Regions from separate parts of the Arachis hypogaea genome. Here region 1 is linked to region 2. Evidence: chromatin contacts called from public Hi-C data. All regions are on one chromosome and are shown on one strand. The core of a region is the stretch at or near the end of the contact, and the rest is flanking DNA. Distances in the headings are between cores, read along the strand shown.

What was found. A called contact is a pair of places that touch in the nucleus more often than the background predicts.
Region 1: a contact with region 2 is called in a Hi-C map of leaf, with 2.0 times the contacts expected there. The contact joins the promoter of LOC112733450 here to the promoter of LOC112733441 in region 2. A contact is called at or near these places in 6 of 8 Hi-C or Micro-C datasets (leaf and an unstated tissue).

The regions. Positions count from the first base shown.
Region 1 is chr13:130,014,584-130,018,780 of arahy.Tifrunner.gnm2.J5K5, forward strand. LOC112733450 (mitochondrial inner membrane protein OXA1) reads right to left here and starts at 2,357. Exons shown (of 10, transcript XM_025782398.2): 1 at 2,086-2,357; 2 at 1,327-1,808; 3 at 302-392. The coding sequence starts at 1,790. LOC112733452 (mitochondrial inner membrane protein OXA1-like) reads right to left here. Exons shown (of 11, transcript XR_011869971.1): 11 at 4,009-4,197.
Region 2 is chr13:129,839,060-129,843,007 of arahy.Tifrunner.gnm2.J5K5, forward strand. It overlaps LOC112733441 (transcription factor ICE1), which reads right to left and starts at 2,125. Exons shown (of 9, transcript XM_072212560.1): 1 at 1,801-2,125; 2 at 1,401-1,463; 3 at 445-780; 4 at 1-198. The coding sequence starts at 642.

The DNA of each region.
Region 1 (4,197 bases), core at 1,107-3,606, 180 kb after region 2:
AAAATTCATTACCGATAAAACAACCAGACCAAGCTTGGCAACATCTCTCAATATAACAGAGTGGAGTAGCAACAGAAATAACCCTCCACAATCTTAACTCAGATAAAAGAGAGAAAACAAGCATATTCCTTCCTCAATGCATTTAAATTTTGGCCATTCCAACTAGGACACATGGAGAGAGAGAGAGAGAGAGAGAGAGAGAGAGAGAGAGAGAGAGAGAGAGAGAGAGAGAGATTTCCATTAATCTATTTTTGCAGGAAACAAATATGTACGGATGAATGTATAAGCAGCAACAACATACTGTAAGCTTAGATGTAGCCTTAAGTTGGTAGATTAAGAACGGAACTGTTGCGCTTCGAATCACAAGGGTTGCCAAAGCAATGGCGGCCCACCTGAAAGAAAAAGGGAAATGAAATGGCAACAAATACATGTCAAAATATGGATAATCAAGCCATTGGATAGTCAATTCCCAGAGTAGGTGTCATGTACTACGGTGTAAAGTGCAAGAACAGTTTGGATTAGCGTGGTCTCAAAAACCTAATATATTCAACTAAATGTTGAACAATCATAATAGAAGCCAATTCATATATTTTTTTTGCCATGAATAAAACGCATTCCTACCTAAAATGACGATCTGTAAATCACAATGCAAGAAGAAGCTCTACCATATACACCAGAAAGTGTATTCTTCACCCAGGTAGAAAAATCTTAAAATCATAAGATTGTTTGGGTAAATCAATTACATCAGCAATTATGTGTAGCAAGTTAAACTTAGCAACCAACAAACTAAAAGAATTGACATTTCTAAGTTCAAACCTCTAACTCATGGTAAAACCCAGAAACCTACCAATGGCAACTTTAACAACAAGAGTACCAATTTTATCAGAATGTTCGGAAAGTCAAGGGATCCAATCCATTCAAGAAACTGAATTCGTCGATTCCTTGGTTTGAAACTAAATAAAAAACATGAAATTAAAATTGAAGAGGGAGTCGATTCTTGCAAATAGGGCAAAAGTAAATAAGAAAAATATGGTTCATATTTGCAAACCACACTCAATAAACTTTGGCTTAAAAATAGAAAAATCAAAATAGCATTTCACCCTAACCTTAAGAAAGGAAAAGAAAAAATGACTCAATTCATTTTTGTACACGTTCCTAACAGTATAAATTAAATTCAATTCTTTGATTCACTGGTTACTTTAAACATAGGAATTCAAATCAATTTAATTTTACCTCACCATATGATACCAAATAAGCAGTAAAATATGAACTACTTAGGAATTTGATCTGAATTCAAGAAGCGAGACAAGACAAGTACAAACTCACCAGTTTAACCCGGTATAAGTATGCACAGCATCGATCCCATACTGCAGCAACTTCACAGGCAAATACGAATCAGCAGCAGCAATGGCAACCTCGTTAACAACAGGAGCCTGAGAAGCTATGGTCTCAACGGCCTTGTCAGTAAGTACATCTGCAATGTCGGACATCAACTCAATCTTATCTGATCCATCATTCACAGTCGACATATATCGGCAGAAACTATATCCAGAGCACGGGGAAAGGAATGTGTTGGAAAGCGCTCTAGAAGAGGCACCAAACCCCATTGACCCATTAAGGGAACTCCCGAAGAACCTTGTTTGGACAAAATTACTGATTGCTGCAGAGGATGATTTTTCTTCTGGGCGCTTGTGTTTCCCATCATCGCTGTAGAGTACATAACTGAAAGACGGGTGACACTTCCAGTCTACAAGGTTCCCTCTTTTCAAGAGGCATCGTCTATAAGCCATTGGTATCCTTAGGAAGTTCTATCATGCAGCATCAAATAACCAACAAAATTCCGACAAAAAAAAAGATAGATTCAAAACGTTGAGGCTTTTCATCAAACAGGTTGCAAGCAATCACAAATATACACTGATTAACTATAATGTAACATCCCAAAGAGTGGGAGAAATAATACGCATGAAGAATAGTATAATGGGAATTACTACATGATCACCAATGTTATATACGTATACAAACATACAAGAGCACGAATTATTGATTGGAGGAAATGAGGGAAACGAAGCAGAGAAGAATACGAACCGGCGGCGGACCAACGGTGGCGGAAGAATACGACACCGATGGTGGAACAGCGATCGGAGTTGGGGCAACTGTGGGAGGTGACGGCAGTTAGGGTTGAGAGTTGGTTGGTGTGGAAGTGCCGCCGGGACCTGAAAGCGAGCTAGTGTCGAAGTAAGCTAGCTGAGAAAAGCTGACATTTGTTGCGAAGGGAACAAAACATGAAACAAGGAAACATCCAAACGACGTAGTTTTTTTACACCGCCCTTCAAGAAACCCAAAAATGAATTATGGATGCAAATCATGTCATCTTTTTTCTTTTTTGTCAGTTTTGGGCTGGAATGCAATCTAAACTGATGTCCGTTTCTTTTATATGTAATCCCAATACCTAAAAACATATATGGCCCAAATTAAAAAGACCCAAGATACTGGATGCAAATTTTTAAGAAAATAATAATACCACTTTATAGTTTAGGAAAATTTTAAGTGTATCGGGAACACCGATATTCTAATTGTTTTAACCATTGATCTGAGTTATAAAAAATATATAAAATATATATTAATTGAAATCAACGGTTAAAACAATTGGAACACCGGTGTTCCTGATATACTTGAAACTCTTCGGTTTAGTTTATACATAATTTTTTTAGTCCAGTTACACATCCAAGTAATTTTACAGTTCATCCAAGTCATTTCTTTATGCTGCAGGACTTTGTCGTCTTTTTCTTCTTCTTCTTTCTCCTCCTCCTCCTATTTCTTCTTCTTCTCCTTCTCCTTTTTCTTCATCTTTTTTTCATTTTTATTATCGTCACCACCACATCCATCTCTTCCTCCTCCTATTTCTTTTTTATTTGAATTTATTTAATCTCTTCCTTCTTTTCCTTCTTCTTCCTCCATCATCATTATCGTCATCACCAACAACACCAACATTTTACTAACATCTTTATTGATTCTGATTCTCTATGGTGATCAAATGAACCGAAAATATTATCAAAACGAAATCATTGTATAATACCAAATAAACAGAAAATTGTCCATTATATAAATTCGAATTTAGAAACATTTGTGTCTCAAATGTATCAAAAATTGGCTCAAAACGAAACCATTGTATAATACCAAATCAACCGAAAATTGTCCATTATATAAATTCAAATTCAAATATAACAATAACGACGATATGTATTAGAAGAAGACAATGACGATAACGATGATGATTATAATGATGATGATGATGGCGGAGAATGATAAAAAAAAGGAGGAGACGAAATTCCAATAGGAAGAGGAGGAGGTGGAGGTTTTGTTGTTTGCGGCGAGGAGAAGAAGAAGATGACGTAGCATCTGGAGTGAAGAAGAAGCAGCAGCACAAAGAGGAAAGAAAACAAAAAAAAATGCATAACTCAAATCACTTGGATATAAAATTGCTTGGACGTGAAAAATTAGGAAAAGTCTAGGGACCAACAACTTTGTTAAATTCTGGCCAGCATGTAACCAGTAAAGAAAAGTGGGCCATTGGATAAAATCTCACATCAATCTCACACCATTAAAACCATCATTAATAGCTATTTGATGGCTACAAATCACAAAGTTGCTGCCCCTAACACTCCTCGAAAAATTATTTTAAATTTTTTACTCTTTCACCAATTTTTACTGTAAATAAAAGGAGTTATCAGCTTGTCATAGTTCAACATTTTCTTTATCATATACATACAAGATTGGTTACAAAAGTGGGAGAAATCAAATTTAATAATTTATAAAAAATAAAAAAGACTGATTTTTAAAAAAGTTATAAAACATTGAATTTCAATATTCTGACATCCATAACATAAACAAATGGATGTTACATCTTATATATAATGTGCTCGAATAATTAATTTTAATATCTCAAAAACTATAGGGACGCGCATTTGCGAATTCGAGCCATCGCTTATTTTGCAGGGAACAACAAAGTTTTACAAAATTGGGTGTATTCTGTATAGATATTGATTATAGTTCAAACTTCCAACTTCTTTGCCAACGAGCCGTAGCAAAATTTGCATACATCCCCCTCCCTGTTTAGAGATTTTGGATTCGAGTCTCAGCTGATATAACTTAGCCTTAAAAAAAAAAAAAACTTACAACTTCCTCGGCAAAATTCCT
Region 2 (3,948 bases), core at 875-3,374:
GACACCAGGATACAGTTCCTCCTTCCCCTGGCATGGAAGGGTTTGCGGCGTGGGTGTTAAAGTTTGAAGGATGGTGGTGGAAGATTGCAGCGAAGAACCAGGTGGAGTTGACTCCAGTTCATTGTGAAGATCATTAATCTGCTGCAGTAACTCCCTCAAGCAGTTGATTGCATCCCCAAGTATCGAAGCCCTATCCATCTATGAACAATGAAATACATTAGAATGTATAATCCCTAAATCCTTAACACATCAAAAAAATGCATTAACTAATTAACACCATAATCTGAGGTAGAACTTGTCATGAACATCTATGTGATCAGTAATTCAAGAAGACACCAAAGCATCAATATCAGCCAATTGATATAACACTTAAACAAATCAACAATTATAACTACTGTTCTCACTCAATAGTCCAAATATCAAAAAGCTTCACAAATCACAAACCTTGCTAATCTTTGGCACAATAGACCTAAACATGTACAACCTATCATTAAGCTTCTTCCTGTGCCACCTCTCGGCCATGAGATTCTTCACCGGCATCCCTTTCTTCTTCCCTTTCTGATCTCCACCATTGACACCGCCACTCAAGCTCAAATTCCCATTCCCTCTGCCGCTATGATTCCCACTCTCTTCCACCACCATAGCCTTACTACCACTCTCAACATTCTCATCAGAATCATAATTCCACACTGGCAATTGGTCCAAGAATCGCTTTATGACTTATTGCATACCCACATGCATCATTAGAAATCAACACCCCACCATACATTTAACACATACCTGAGAAGATCAACTAGAGTTAGGCAAAAACCAGCACACTTGCAAGATTTTTAGTGTTTACAAACCAGCACCTCATACCGTGCAAGATATCCCATTTCAAATTATATAAGTTACCAAAATTTGTCATAGTCACATAAAACACTTGCTTTATCGATAACTAAGCTCATATAAGACCAAATAAAAAGCACACACGTATCTATTGTGATAAAAAAAATTTATAGGATGACGGTATAGTAGCCAAGACTCCAATCTACAAACTATCATATTCATACCTCTTATATGAATCTCTTCAATAACCTATATAAATCAAGTGTGGAACATGGTGAATTATTCATCTCATCACCGCTTCCTTTTGTTTCTATCTCCATGGTTATTGATATGAATATTTTCATAATTACCTACAAAATAATTTTCTAATTAACAATGGAAATCTTTTAAAAGCATTCACTTACAGATTTTACATCAGAGGCTTTTTTAAAGCAGAACCAATTTGGAGAACTTCATCGTACACTTCCTTATATGTTTTCCAAGCATATGGTCCAAACTATTAACAAGCACAAATAAAATATAAATTATCTTATGTTCTTGCCATGAGAAAATAAGCTATTACAGTGATGTACATTACAAGATGTGCCAGGCCTTTATGAACTCAATGTGTTTAACTCTGTTGGCGGATTCCACGACTGCGATGAATTTCAAAGAAGTTTAGAAAATCGAAGGGAAAAATGATAAAGCCAAAAAAATAAATCAAATTATCAAAATCTAAAACCGATAACACATTGCTGAATTATTGAGCAAATAAAACCCTCAAAATTTTTATTCTTAATCACTGAATGACGAATTCAACCTGTAATAAGTGCATGCGATAAGGATCGAAACTAAGAATAGTAGAATCCAATGTAGGAGAAAAGTTAACTCAGGTAAAACTAAAAATTCATAAGAGATATGGAAAAAGGATGCAATAGAACACAAATTAGGAGCATAAGAATCAGAATTGAAAGAGAATTAAGGAACTTATACCTGATTACTAAAGCGCCGTTGAGATTTCAATCAAAATCAACACAAGCTTGTCCGAGAAAAGGATTCAGAGCGCGATTAAGATTGAGATGAAATCTGGGAAGAGATTTGAGCGATGAAGAACATGAAATGATGGAGATGTGAAAGCGAGAGCGAGATCGAGAAAAAGAAGATTGGTGTGTGGTTATCACTTCTCGGAGAGAATAAGGCACTTAGAGAGTTGTTTGTGTGAGGAAGAGTGGCAAGGCACGGAGAGGAATGATTTCGCATTTTACGGTTTAATTTTTTTTTATTTTTAAAATTTTAGCTTTTTTTAGTGGCAATAGTTAAAATGGCCATTATAATCTATAGTATAAATAGCAAATATATAATTGCTAATAAAAAATGGTTTTGAGAAGAGAATTTACGGCAATAGTACTATTGCCGCTAAAAGTTTGTCGCTAAAAATCTATTTTTTTTGTAGTGACTTCGGGGTTCAAACGGCCAAGGAAGAAAGATTACGTTATCTGAAGACCATCATCGAAACATATGCTTTTTTTTTTTGTATAAGGCTATAAATTAGAAAATATATGTTTGTGTTAAACACTATCAAGTCTCCCTGTTTTGTAAGGCCTTTATTTTGGATGCATATTTTGTCTTGGTATGAAGTTTTTCTGCGGAATCACTTTTAGGAACTTTACTATATTTTGTGGTGACAAACACAATGTTGAAAACTTCATATTAACACTTTATATTACGAAATTTTAGGAACTTTATTATCTTTTTATGTCTCTGGTTTGCCATTTACTTCTTTACATATGACAGTGTGAGTGATGTATAAATATATTTCCTTCACAGGTGTACTCAAAATCCAAGTTGCCATTTATAAGCTCTAGTTTCATATTGTAATAGTTTAACCATGATGCTGGAACAAAAAAACTAACTCCCTAAATCATACCACCATATCACATTCACTGTTTCCTACTTGTACATATATGATATGCAAAGTAAAGCTCCTACTAAGATGACTAACATCAGACTAGTGAACATGAAACATATTAACATTCTAAGTACTCTAACTTCTACTTCTAAATTACCTATTCTCCATGCTAATTTAACCTTCCAATCTTCATAATCAATGTTCAGTTCTTCTTCATTTTCTAGGATTCCCCTTGGACATTCTGCAACATCTATAAGTTTATTTTCTTCGATCCATTTAAAAAAATTACAATGGCTCTCTTTCTAAAAACATTGAATAAAACTGTTAACCCCACATAAAAAGTGAAAGCCAAGATGATGCTATCATTCATACAAAATTAAACTCACCCGATATCTTGGATAAGTATATATGAAACAACCTATCTGAATTCTGTGATGTCCGAGATTTCTTAATTAAAGTTTTTAAACCGCAAAAATAGCTTTCCTCATCGTTTTTCCTTCTTCTTCGCATGAACGAGCTCAAAGTATAGCTACCATGTGAGTGCGACGGCTACCCACCACCGGGACCTCCACTTCCGCTCCCCATCATGACGCCGAAATCAACTTCCTCCTCCCTTAATAGCTGCTGGGTCTGCGACAACGCTCAAGCAAGGCATTCATGTTCGTGAGAGGATGGGAATTAGGGTTTATTTATTTGAGACTTAGCGACTAAATTGATATAATACTCTAAACATATCTCGTCAGCAACACACACACCATGACAGGTGTTACTTGTATTGCCAGCTCACGTTCCAGGTCAGCAGATTTCTAATGGTAGCGTCACGAGGTTAACAAAAGGACGAACGCGATTTAAAAAATTTCATTCAAGGAATATTTTGATTAAAAAAATTATTTGGAGACGAAAACGGAGAACGCGTGATCTTTTAGGGACGATTTTGAGTATTAACTCGATATATAAACTATAAAAATATTACTCATCATATTTGTATAAATCTCAACCACCAAATACAGATAAGAAATCTTAATTCCCAAGAATAAGGGAGTCAAAAAATCAATCTTTGTTGAAAAAGAAAGGAACGCACTGGACTAAATGTTTATCTATCAGTTTGTTAGGATTAGAAGAAAAGAAAAATGAGGTTGAATATAGAAAATGCTAGTCCCATATCAAGAATTCCTATGAATGGGAAACGGGAAAATCTCAAGAGAAAATTTTGTTGATTAATGTTATCTTAA